2 separate regions of the Mus musculus genome follow, and region 2 is linked to region 1. A link is a contact called in public promoter capture Hi-C data. All regions are on one chromosome and are shown on one strand. The core of a region is the stretch at or near the end of the contact, and the rest is flanking DNA. Distances in the headings are between cores, read along the strand shown.

Region 1 (6,676 bases), core at 3,126-5,625:
CTGTTGTGCTGAAACCTGGGGCAAGCGCTGGGTAAGGTTTTTCTTGGTGCTATTCCCACCCCTCTGGAAGCTTACAGCTCCATCAACTCCTTTACACAAAATGTCAACCAATTTGCTAACTTCCATTCTGCCCCACCCCGACCCCCTTACCTGTGAATCCAGTATAGACCAGACAGATTCAAAGGACTGTTTCCGAGGCTCTGGAGGCAGGCAGACCAAAGTCTGGTTCCGTCCCGACACCATGGGGAGAGTCTTAGATGTGACATCACCTCTCTCGGCCTCTGTTAGATCATCTAGATCATAGAGATCAGTTCAAAGGGCTTGAGTGTCACGTGCTTGAGTGACATCAAGCATGAGACCACTGCCTGACCCTACAGAGGCCACTGTTTATCTTCCTATCACCAGATAATGAGGGAACCTCTGCTGGAACCAGACCTTGGCCACTTCCCTTGACTGCAGAGGGCGTGGCTGTGCCCCGATCCTGTTGTCGGTGGTGTTGTTGGAATTAACAGGTTTTTCTGAGTTCACTTTTAGCTGGGAGTGGTCAACATCTCGGTTTAACCATCCTTGATTAAATGAGGGGAAACAGAGTTTCACAGTTGGTGAAAGGTCTTATCCAAGGTTCCAGAAGTCACAGCTCCGGGAAGGCAGACATGGTCTTGCAGGAACCAGGCCCATCTGGGAAAGGAACCCCAGACCCCACTGTTAGGTGAAGATTCTAAGCAAGAGCCACGGAGTGACTAAGTGACAATAACTGCCATTGCTAAATGACGTGCAGGTCTGATATCTCCGCTCACTGCTTAGAGTGAGGATGTCAGCTGACGAGAGTCTTCCCTTTATATGAGCACATGTGTGCACGTCTCTCTGGGCCTAGGTATGTTCTCAAATGTCATCTTTCAGGCTCCGTCCATCTTGGATTTTTTGAGAGAGGGTCCTCAAGGGCATGGACCTCACTGAGTAGGTTAGGCTGAGGAGACAGTGAGCTACAGAGATCTGCCAAGGATCTGCCTTCTCTAGCCCCTAACTCCAGGGGTTTACAAGCATGCACCACCACACCTGGCTTTTTTTTTTTTTTAATGTGGGTTATGGGGATAAACTCCGGCTATGTTTGCACGGCAAGCATTTTACTGACTGAATCATCTCCTTGGCCTTCAGTCTTGTCTCTTTATCTCCACCTCTGCCCTAGGAAGGACAGGAACCCAGTGGCGGTGTAGTCTGTAGGCACTCATTTTGGCTTAATCACTTTCTGGGGTGGGGGTTGGGCGATTGCCAAGGATCAAACCCAAGGCCCACTAAGTCTTTACCACCCAGCTCCGTGCCTGGCCTCGTTCAAAGGTGATGGTGCTGCGGGACTGTGTGGAACCTCTTAGCTTGCATTAGCAAGCTCAACACAGACTACTTGGCGGGGAAGGAGAGTCCAATCTTGCCATTACAGTTGCCACAGAGCACCTCTGTTGGGCATTCTACACTTCAATATCTCCTTATAGGCTAATAGGTATTCCTGAGATCTGGGTAGTCATGGAGACCTGGGATTTTAAGAGGAAGGGCTGTTAGCAAGGCTGTCCCATTGAGTGTTGCTGTGTGGTAAGTGACCCTGGGGGCTGGTGCTTATTCAGCATAGTGGTCCTAAGGGGGTGGGGGGTGTACCACACTCTTCTGCAGGAAGTGAATCGTAAGTGGTCATGTGCAGCACAAAGCGATTCAACTTGTGAGGTTGGAGCATGGTTTTGTACCCAAATACAGATGAGGAAACTGAGGTTGGTCACTGGCCCAACCTTATGGTGCTGATAAGGTGCCCGGGCTGGGACTCAAACCCAGCTCTGTGTCTTCTATCAATACTATGCCCTAACAGGGGTAATTTTACACGGAATAGCAAGCTGTCATTACTTAGTACTGTTAGTGGATCTAATTGTGTTTCATCTGATTGGCTGGTCTATGCTTATAATTTCTTAGAGCAACCAAGAGCTGGGATGTCCATGCAAGGGCAGTGATGCCAGCCTCCCCTGGCCCTGGGCTGCATCATACCCCCAAGGACTAGGAAAGGCAGGCAGCCAGACTTGGGCAATATCACTTCAAAATCTTGGCCTCTTTGAGCTGTGGTGGCAAAGGTCTGTGTTGGCCTTGTCACATGGCTGGGAGGACTCCCGGAACCCTGCACACCTGCTCCTTGCATCCGTGGTACCTATCGGGGCACCTTCTGGAGGCTTCCTGTGTAAGGAGTCACAGAGACCCTCTGATGATCTCTAACAATGGCTGTGAGCACAGAGCCAGGACCCAGAGAGGGAGAGGACCCGTTTATAAAGCCCAGCGAGCACAGACATGCCACCCGAAATCCCAGTGTCTCCCCCCACCCCCCCACAAGCTCAGCAAGCATGAGTCACACCACATCCATTGCAACACGGCTGACAGAAACTCTCCAGCCTTTCATGAGGTGAGTTAGTCAGGGAGAAGACTACAAAGAGAAGTGTGCCATCCTTTGGGCTGCCGCGGGCCTGCAGTTCTTCTCAGCACCGTGACTGCTGTAAGCGATCGCTCAGAGCCAGTCACTGCTCACATTGCCGCTGCCTTCAGCTATAGTGAGTGATCTGCATCCCGGTCCCCTCATCTCACGGGATGATAGCAAAGTGCCTGACTCACTTTGGGTATTGACATGATGCATAAAGAAGGCTTGGCACGATACCTGATCTACGCAACATTCACAGCACCTACTGGGAGCCAGACACCTAAGCCAGTGCTGGAGAGTAACCAAGGCAGACAAGGCCTCTTGCTCCTACGGAACTCACGTTCCAGAGGGAAGGGAGATAGACACCTGATGATGTGAGAAAATCCGGAAGGGCTTTGCAGGGAACAGAATAAAGCCATGTGAAACCTGAGGGCTGGATGTCTGTTCTCACAAGCATTACTGGAGAGAGAGCTAGCCGTGTTAGCAATCACCATGGTCCTTAGCTAACCTCAGGGCTCCTTAGGGGTAGCCCTCAAACAGATTCCAATGGGAAAGGACTCCGATCAGTCTTCAAGCCCGGTAGCCCATCCTAAGCAGGCCCTCCTGAGTTATCAGATAGGGCTTCTCAGGGTAAAGTCACCTTTCCTCCAGAGGAACGCTCAAGGTGAGGTACCCAGGAAGAATGAGCAATGAACTGGGGGTGGAGTGGGGGGGGATGGTTGGGAGAGTGGGGGATGGGGAGAGTGGGCATGGGGGCGGGGCTGAGGGTATTGGTAAAAGAGTAAGCATGAGATTCCAAGATTCGCAGCTTAGATCTCTTTTCCTATGAACCCCATGGAAGCTCTCTGTTTCTGCTGGTACTTGTGGGCATTTGGGGATGACCACCCTAGGTTGTTCATAGCCCATCCCCCACCATCCCCTCGCCTAAGAGGCATCTCCTGAGTGCCTAGCACAGAGCACTTACAGTGTACTGGCCAGCTAAGACTCCTGAGGCAACCACCTTCAACTTTTCCATCCTTTCTGGGCTGGCCAGAGGCATGTGGTCTGCCCACATCCCGTTCAGATTGGCATCGCACAAGATGAAAGGCTGCCCTGCCCTAATTCCCTGATTCCCCACCCCATCTCTCTCTCTCTCTCTCTCTCTCTCTCTCTCTCTCTCTCACACACACACACACACACACACACACACTCATGCACATTGGGGGAGGGGGGGCTCCTCCTGAATAGAAACCAGCATTTTCTTTCCCCGCTATTGCCCCAGAACCCAGAGCGAGGAGACCTTGCACACTCGGTACTTAGTAAATGTCCCCTGTCAACTGAGGCCACCAACTTCAACTCAAGGAGTAGCTAGTCTCCCAGATGACTGAACGGGTCTCTGACACTGGCTCTCACCCTTAGGCAAGGCACCCTGCCTCTCCAACCTACATTTCCTCGATCACCTGTAGAGGGCATGGGGTTGGTTGGGGTGGAAGGGAGAGTTGACAGAAAGTCCTTCCTAGCTGGTTACTGGGAGAATAGGAAGAAATCACTTAGCTAACAAGACTAGAACCTGTGGTGTTTGTTACCCGAAGGGGAAAGTTCTGGAGAAAAGAGAGGGGACTCACAGAGAGCTACCTGCTCTCTTCCGTGAAATTTTCCGGGTAGAGAAGGTGACTATAAAGAGATATGGTGTCTGTGGGGAGATGTTTGTGGGATCCAGGATCCGAGCGATGAGATGGACAGAGATTTCCCTTTGAGCCAAGTACCTGTCTGTATTTTTCCTCTAGTTCTCCCGTTCCTTCCCAACGTTTGTCTCCTCCCTTTTCCCTCGTCTCCACCCCCTCACCCCCTCAGCTAAGAAGGAATTGGCCGGCTCCACCCAGTCAGCCCCCCGGAGCTCCGCCCCTGCTGGTGGGCCAAAAGTTAACATCTGCACCTGCTGTGGTCTAGCTGCAGTCGGCACCTGTGCTTCCAGCCAATCAGCGCCACCGCAGCCGGGGACCGCTGTCAGCAAAATCTCAACATCCAAAGCGCAACGTAGAGCAAACGCTTCCCCGGGCAGGAAGGGAATGTCTGTGTCAGAGGAGAATTAAGAGACGAGTGGTCAGCAGCGCCTGCGAGCCAACCAGAGACGGATCGCTGGAACCTCGGAGAAGGAAGATGTCGAATGAACTTGAGTGAGTAAAGCCACGGATGTCTGGCCTCCCGGCCTCCCCAGCACACCGAGGCTGGCTGGGATTCCCTGCAGAGGGAAGAGCAAGGGAGGCCGGGCGCCCGGATTCACACGGCAATTTGTAAGGGTGAATGAATGGGCTGACGATCCTGCCTTAGCGTGTTGAGGCACGTTCAGCTCTCTATCTAGAGCTGACTGTTTCCCTGGGAAAATAGTTTTTCTTTCTCTCTGTGCTGAGCAGTTTCGAGGAAGGCAAACACCCGGGCTGCCTGAAACCGTGAATCTTGGCATCGCTTTTTGATACTCTGGAGGTGCCTTGGAAATCAGAGACACTCCCGCCCCAGGGAAGCTTTCTCTCCTCTTGCCAAAGGGAACGTCTTGGAGGTGGTTCTCAGAGCTGTCTTATGCAAAGAGTTGAGTTTCTCTAAAGGTCCTTTATGTTGAGTTGGAACAGTCCCAAGCGATCTGGCTACTATAGTGTAATGGCTGTATACATGGGCTCTGTAGTGGCTTTCCTTAGGTTCAAACCCAGGCTCCGTCTCTCCTCCGCTGTTCATTCTTAAAAAGTCGTTGGACTTATCTGAGCTTCATTTTCCTGATTTGGAAATTTGGAACAAGAGAACTTTGTAGAGTTCTTAGGTGTGCTGAAAGCTGTAAAAATGCTTACCAAAGAGAAAGGGGTCTGAAGTTGCGTTCAATAAATTGTGGTCAGTTTTATCCAGAGGCAGTGCTAACGCTGGGGAAGCCGAGGACTAGATTTTGGTGAGGTCATCTGTGTTGTCTGGCGAGAGGCAGGTGCATTCCTGCCCACATCTGGGATCTAGAATCCCTTGACTGGCTGACGCTGACCTCACTCTCAGCCTCAGTATCAGGTACAGATGTTGGAGAAGACAGAAGTCGAGGGTGTGAGTCGCTTTAAGTTGTGGGCAAGGAGCTAGCAGGAAAGAAACAGACTTCCCCTTTCTCCCCTCTTTAGCAGTGACCCTCTTGTTGTTTCCTCCCCTTCTCTGTCTCTCTCTTTGGAGCTTTTCCTCAGCAGGTTAAGAACTCAAACGCTTGCAGGCAGAATTGATGGGTCCTAACTGCAGACAGGAACCCATGTACCGGCTAGCTCTGGGGTGTGTCCGGCTTGAACAGCCACATCTACTGTCCAACCACTATGGTTACAAGCATCAGGTTTCTTTTTTAATAGATTCTCAGGACACTGTTTTGACAGTTGAACCCCAATTAAAGTAAAAATAGAAACACAGTGTTAGGGCCCAGATTCAAGCCCCAACCCCTGAACTTATTATCTGAGTGACCCAAGCCTGCATCTCCTGGACTGTGCGTGCTGTGACCAAGTGGCAGTCCTTACAGGGTTCAGTTTTATGACAGTGATTGATTTAAAGCCTGTTAGGGAACATGCTAATAATGCCTTTCTCCCTTTGTGGAGACATTAATAATTGGGCATTTCTGAAGCTTTCTTGCTTTTTATTTTTCTATGCTTTACACACACACACACACACACACACACACACACACACACACACTTGAGACACACGTCTCCAGCACACTCACGCATGCCAATTACAGCTGCCTGCGGAGGCTGCAGAGAGAATCTTTTCAGGTTTCTCCTCAGGGGCTATGGAGAAGCTGGCTTACGGAACAGGTTTTCTGCTAGTGTCCTGAATGGTTTGGGTTGGAAGTCGGATGGGCTGACAGAAGAGGCTTCTCCGTTCAGGAAAGCCTGTGCCTGCTGAGTAATGCAGGTCAACTTTGAAGCTACCATTGGAGATTACAGTGATTGACCTGGGGGCTCAGCCACTCTGAGAACTGGGGAGTCTGAGGTTGCCTGTGAGTGTGTGTGTGTGTGTGTGTGTGTGTGTGTGTGTGTGTGTGAGAGAGAGAGAGAGAGAGAGAGAGAGAGAGAGAGAGAACATGTTGTGGGCATGCTTGAGTGTGTGTGCACACACACGTATATGTGTATGGGTGTGTCTGTGTGTGTTCGAGTGTGTTGTAAGTGCCTGTGGAGTCATAGGTTTGAGAGGTCCTGATGCCAACAAGTGCCTGTGAGTGTGTGTGTGTGGATGTGTGTTTTAAGC
Region 2 (6,676 bases), core at 1,699-4,198, 190 kb before region 1:
CTCTGCACGGAAGAACCCATCTGCAGGCTGTGCTGCCGCTCCTCTTTCTGCTCCTCCTCCTGCCTGTGTTCCAGCCTGTGGACCTGCACGGTCTGGGAGGCTTGGGGCTCCCCGGCACTCCCAGGGCTGTGGGGCAGAGTCATGGCTGCGAGCGCAATAACCTGTGAAAGCCAAAGTTTACGGTCTGTCGTCCTACCAAGCATCTGCAACTTCCCTTCCCAAGTGCTCTGAGTGTGCAGGAGCGTTTTTTTTTTTCTTTCTTTCTCTAGAGCAGTGGTTCCAACCTTCTTAAAGCTGAAGCCCTTTAGTACAGTTTCTCATGTTGTGATGACCCCCCCCACCATAAAATTATTTCACGATAACTCTAATTTTGCTGTTATGAATTATAATGTAAATATCTGAGATGCAGGATAGATATCTGACCCCCAAATGGGTTGAGAACCACGGCTCTATAGGAGCATAGGGATTGAGGCCTGAGAAGGTGAGGGACCACGGTGACAAAGGCAGAGTCTGGCTTCTCTACTGTTTCTCGTGCCTTGGCAGTGGGTAAGCAGAGACCCATCGGGGAGCAGAGAGAGCCCTGGCTCCCAGCTGCGGACCTGCTCCATTCATCCCCTTCTCCAGGGCTTGGCTTTGCAGAGGATGACAGACTGCACGCTGCTGTCCCAGGCTGGGTCTAATCTCGGAGTGAGCAGATGTCCCCTCTCTCTCTCTGTCTAGTCCTACCCATGAGCCTTTGCTGGGTTCATCACCCCAGCCGTTCCTCCAAGCCTAGCCTGAGCGCCATGTTGATTCACGATATGGGGACTGTGAATCTGTGACCCAGTGCAATCCTGTGACCCTAGTTTCTCATTCCTGCTTCTAAGTGTGCGACCTTGGACTTTATAACTTGGCTTCTTCATCCGTAAAATGTGTCCACCACACTCCTGGGATGGGCGACCAAAAGGTTAACTGAGAGCCTGGAGAAATGAGTCCCATCTAAGTGTCAGACACTCCCACCAACTTCCTCCGAAGCCTTGTAAAAACACAAGAGGCCAAGAACTTTCTCTTTGTTAGTCCTTTTGGTATTTTAAATCAGTACCTTATAATTTGATTCTCATTTAGAAAGTGCCTCCTCTTCCTGCTTAGTCCCTACCTGTATGGAGGCTGTATTTGACTCACTGGTGGTGGGGCTTAGCTGCTGAGTGTCAGCTGTAAGGTTTGGTTTTCTGTGCTGCCCCCAGCTGTGACCATCAGGGAGGTCAGTGGCTTGCAGTAAGTAATCAGTGGCCATTAAGGGCTTCTCCCAAAGGTCCCTTGGCTCCCGACAAGCATCTCAGCAGAGCCAAAGGACAGTTGCCCACTTAGGCTTGGCTCTGACTCCTCCTGGCTAAATAGCATCTCTGCACGCAGAGACCTAGCCAAGCCCGCTCATGCTACGCTCCTTCCTTGGTCTACACGTTTGACCTGGGGAGCAAGGCTCGGGCCAACAAAGAGGGTTCCTGTGCTCTGACGTCAGCACTGGCCCTCTCTCTGATACTCTGCCCTAATGAGGACAGTGGCCCACTGGCATTTGGCCTCTGGACCCCCTCCTCTGCGGTGAGCCATGGATGCTTTTTAAAGCACTGACTAAAGTGTGGGATTAAGCAGACAGGTTTGTGGCCTCCACTGCCCTTCCCCATGGGATGAGAAGCCGCACTGGCTGAGCGGGGAGTGGATGCACCCTGCCCAGTGGGTCGGCACAGGCTGGGACAGGCACGGCTCCCCAGCTCCGCCAAGGCTGTAATGGGCTGGCTCTGGTTAGTGGAGGCTCTTCCTTCCCCAGCAGAGCCCGGGGGGCCTCATCCCCTGTATGGGATGAACCTGGCAACCCCAGGGTTTGGGACTGCAGGGTCTATGCTTTTTCTCTGCCCGTGGGGTTGAACAACCAGCACTCAGCCCACACACTCCCTCCCTACTGGACCTGCCGGACCTGCCAGCTCGGGCTCCCTGATGGGCTGCCGCTCCATACAGCAAAGACTCGAGTTCCAAGGAGGTCCTCAAGGGCCTTTTCTTTTCTTTATGTTTAGCTTTAATGTCAAGGAGGGCTCACATCAGAAGACCCAGGGCTACACAGAACAGTGAAATGAAGCATGGAGTTCTTGGATACCCCGTTTTCACTTGGGGTGCTACCAAGCTCAAATCTCCCTAACAAACCCCTTTCCCAACATACTTACATATATACACTACAAACAAACAAACACACATACAGATACACACATACTCGACAGGATACGAAAACACACACAGACACACACATACCCTATAGTAGACACACAAATATTCTACGACACACACAGACACCCTACAACACACACATAGGCACATACCCTATAACACACACACATATCCTACAACACACACAGATAGACACATACCCTACAACACACACACATATCCTATAACACACACAGATAGACACATACCCTATAATATACATACCCTATAGCACAACACAGTCACATACCCTATAACACAGACACATACCCTACAACACACACACACACACGCCCTATAACACACACATAAACATTATAAATGCACATATCAAACACACATACACACATACCCCACACACTATACTATAGATACACACACCATAGTCACACAAATACTACCCCCATCATACAATAGACACACAAGAACATCATTGACTTTACATAGGCCTATGCACAGACCACCCCCACATCATCTACACATACACAAACCCGTACATCACAGACACACATACACTAGAGTTATGTACACTACACATGCACCATATATACCACCCCCATAGGTCATTCACTGTGGAAAGCTGGGGTGTCCCTCAGCCCCTGCACCCTACATGTGACTCACAGAAACAGCAGTGTCCACTGGGCAGTCTCTAGGACAGTAAGAGGCTCTCTGCTCTCTTCTTGTCCTCGGCTCAGTGAGGACGGGGGAAGAATGTGATCTGAGAGCCTTGTAACCGTCTTAAATATAGCAGCGCTGAGACAGTGCGGTGACAATGGATGGGAGCTGTGGTGAGGGTGGAGGCAGAGGGGAGGGCTGTCTCTTCCTGCCAGCACTGCTGGGCAGCAGCAACAGGTGGGGTGGCCCCCACCCCCTGCTGCTCCTCCCCCACCTCTGGCTTTTCCACCCCACCCTGCCTGGAGTAAGAGCCATGCCTCGGGCTCCAGTCTGGCTTGGGGAAAGTGGACACGTGTGTTCTCTGCTATAGAAGTCGGATCACAACTGTCCTTCCCGTTGTGGGGCACCCAGAGAAAGGTCTTCAGCTTCTCTGATCTGAATTCCCTCCTGAGAGACAGGGAACATGTCAGGGTACCTAGCTTCTTGCGGATAGTACAGAGTGTGACCTAACCATGAGAACTTTGATTCTTTTGGCTAAGGTGATGTGTGGCTTCTTCCTCTCTATTTCCCCAGCAGTTAAGGGCGCTGCTCCTGGTCAGCCCATGGTTGTGTGCGGTGGGTAAGGCAGGGCTAGGACAGGAGCTAGGGAGCCCTGAGGAGGGGACATGGCCCTCCAGAGCATGTGCAGGTCTGGGAAGGCTGTCCCAGCTCAGGTCAGAGAGCATGGTTTCACTCCCAGCCTCTTCCTCAAACCACAGGCACCAAGGTCAACCTGCCAGCTGCTCTTCCTGCAGCTTCGGAGGCTACTCCCTGGGGAGAGTGAGTGAGCGGGCACTGAGCTCTTCAGTCCTAGTCTTAATCTCCTGCCTTACTTGAAAAGCCATTTCTAAGCTTCCCTGATTCACCTCTTCCCCAGGCCAGTGTCATAGCAACTCCGGGGAGGATGTTGGCGGGTTCGCTCCCCCACCCTTTTGGTCTTCCTTCCTTCCTTCCTTCCTTCCTTCCTTCCTTCCTTCCTTCCTTCCTTCCTTCCTCTTTCTTTCTTTCTTTCTTTCTTTCTTTCTTTCTTTCTTTCTTTCTTTCTTCCTTCCTTCCTTCCTTCCTTCCTTCCTTCCTCTCTCTCTCTCTCTCTCTCTCTCTCTCTCTCTCTCTCTCTTTCTTTCTTTCTTTCTAGGAAACTTTATGTATATGAGTGTTTTACTTGTGGGCATGGTCTGTGCACTACCGCATGCACGCCTAGAGACCAGAAGGGGGCATCAGATCCCTGGGGTTGTGAGCCAGGTACCCTGACACGCTGTCTCTCAGGAAGGAATTCAGATCAGAGAAGCTGAAAACTTCCCCAGGGTAACTGGAAGGACAGTTGCAAACAAACTCTATAATTGGGAACACTTGTGCCCACTTTCCTCAAACCAGGCTGGAGCCCTAGGCAGTTCCTGGAGGCAGGGACTGGGGTGGATGGGGAAGGAGCAGTAGGAGGCGGGGCATTCCCCCCAGGTGAGTAGCTGGGAACTTATCCAGGGTCCTTTGGAGGAGCAGCCAGCTTTCTAACACTGGAACATCTCTCCAGCTCTCATTCCTATTTCGGGGGTTGTTATTTTGAGACAAGGTTTTGTTATGTAGCCCAGGCTAACTTGCAACTGACAATCTTCCTGCCTCAGTCTTGAATGCCATGATTTCAAGCATATACTCCCCTGCCATCCCCACTTCCTATTATCCCTGTCTAGAAAGAGTTTCTCTGGACTCAGACAATTGCTGTGATGGTTAAGTGTGATATGCCAGAGCTGGAGAGGTGGCTTAGTGGTTAAGAACACTGTCTGCTCTTTCAGAGGTCCTGAGTTCAAATCCCAGCAACTACATGGTGGCTCACAACCATCTGTAATGAGATCTGATGCTCTCTTCTGGTGTGTCTGAAGACACAACAGTGTACTTATATATAATGAATAAATAAATCTTTTTTTAAAAAAAAGTGTGATATGCCTTTGTGAAGCAGAACATAGGCCCTGGTTGTCCCTGACCTCTGAGGCAGACGGAAGGAACTCAGGCATGTGCCAGACTTGGGAGGCATCTCAGATTCTGTTCAGGATCCCATTCATCCCTGGATTTATAACTTAAGCAAGCCACCATGTTCTGGTTTATCTACACTCCAGGGGACAGTAATGACTGTCTCTCAGTCTTCTGGCAGAGCATGGAGCTGCAGATCTGTAATCCCAGCATCCAGGAGACTGAGGCAGATGGATCCAGGCATCCAGACCCAGCCTGGGCTACACACTGAGACCTTGTCTCCAACTGGATTGTCTGAAAGGAAGGGTCCCAGGAGGGTCCACAGCCTCCCCAACACCAGACATACTGTAGACAGTTGATAGACCAGGGCTCCTCTAGTCACTTAACTCTGGGGATACTGAAGAGCTCGCTTCGCCCCATCCATCTGGGCTTGCAGTCCATTCTCCTATACCCCTCAGCTGATCATGCATGGTGATGCATGGGTCCTTTGTAAGTATGGTCAAACCTCACTCAGGAAGCTGAGCAGACATAAGATGACTGAAGTCACATAACTCTTTGCTTAGATGCCAGGCATAGGCACCTCTATTCATGAACGAGGAATTTGCTCTCCTTTCTTTATTATTACTATTATTATTATTATTATTTTAAATTGAGACAAGTCTCACTATATAGCTGAGGCTGGCCTTGAACTCATAATCCTCAGTACCTTGAGTGATGGGATTATAAGTGTGTGACATCATGCTCAGCCTTCAGCCTCCTTCCTGAGCCTCAGTTTCTTTAACTGGAGAACGTTTTAGATAGGAGGGATGTTGTGTTGTCTTGTTCTCTCTGTCCCTACCCCAAAGGAAGTAATTCCTGGAAGACAGCTCTGTCCTCAACTTGACTTTAAAAATGAATGGGAAGCCAGGTGTGGTAGTGTATGCCAATATTCATACCACTTGGTAGGTCAAGGCAGGAGGACCAGGAGTTCAAGTGTACCCTAGACTATGTACCAAGTTTGAGGTCAACCTGTGCTACATAAGACTCTGTCTCAAAGTGGCCTTGTTCTCGATACTTCTGTGCGATTATGAACTCTGTCCGTCAGCCTCGGGGCCTGTGGTCTTGAGACCAAGTGCCATGCCTACGACAAAGTTGCAGAGTTCTGATGGAGAGATATTTGAAGTTGCTGTAGAAACTGCCAAACAATCTGTGACCGTCAAGGCCGTGCCGGAAGAGTTGGGAATGGATGATGATCCTGTTCCTTTACCAAATGTTAATGCAGCAATTCTGAAAGAGGTCATTCAGTGGTGCTCCCACCACAAAGAGGACCCTCCTCCCCTGAGGATGATGAAAACAAAGAAAACGGACAGATGATATTCCTGTTTGGGACCAAGAATTCCTGAAAGTTGACCAAGGAATACTTTTTGAACTTATTCTGGCTGCAAACTACTTAGACATCAAAGGTTTGCTTGATGTCACATGCAAGACTGTGGCCATTAAGATTAAGGGGGAAACTCCTGAGGAGATTCGTAAAACCTTCAATATCAAAAATGACTTTACTGAAGAGGAGGAGGCCCAGGTACGCAAAGAGAACCAATGATGTGGCGAGAAGTGAACTGCTGTGCCTGTTACCATAACACTAGAAGGGTTGTTCCAAGTGCCAGTTGCACTGCTCTGTTTACAATTGTTAATATTAGAGATCAGTAGATAAACATCGCCTTGTCTTCACTGCGTGTGTAGTTCCAGTGAAGATCAGACCTGTGGTGAGTTTCTTCTATGAACAGAAGTTTCCTCCCCGCCACCCCCATTGCTCTGAATAAAACTGAACTATGGGTTCACTGCGGAA

Evidence for each region. Promoter capture Hi-C pulls out the DNA fragments that hold promoters and counts their contacts.
Region 2: a contact with region 1 is called in a promoter capture Hi-C map of fetal liver, with 2.5 times the contacts expected there. The contact joins the promoter of Myom3 here to the promoter of Grhl3 in region 1. A contact is called at or near these places in 5 of 39 promoter capture datasets (the C10 cell line, the HPC-7 cell line, the SN4741 cell line and 2 more), 2 of 484 Hi-C or Micro-C datasets (cortical neurons and myocytes), 3 of 115 datasets of contacts at active chromatin or transcription factors (bone marrow-derived macrophages, embryonic stem cells and pancreatic cancer cells) and 1 of 9 other capture datasets (macrophages).

Annotation. Positions count from the first base shown.
Region 1 is chr4:135,571,331-135,578,006 of GRCm38.p6, reverse strand. Grhl3 (grainyhead like transcription factor 3) reads left to right here and starts at 4,375. Exons shown (of 16, transcript NM_001013756.2): 1 at 4,375-4,599. The coding sequence starts at 4,583. Gm30888 (a long non-coding RNA gene) reads right to left here and starts at 4,427. Exons shown (of 3, transcript XR_390832.2): 1 at 4,359-4,427; 2 at 151-678.
Region 2 is chr4:135,755,987-135,762,662 of GRCm38.p6, reverse strand. Myom3 (myomesin family, member 3) reads right to left here and starts at 2,948. Exons shown (of 37, transcript NM_001085509.2): 1 at 2,857-2,948; 2 at 1-161. The coding sequence starts at 143. It also overlaps the pseudogene Gm12988.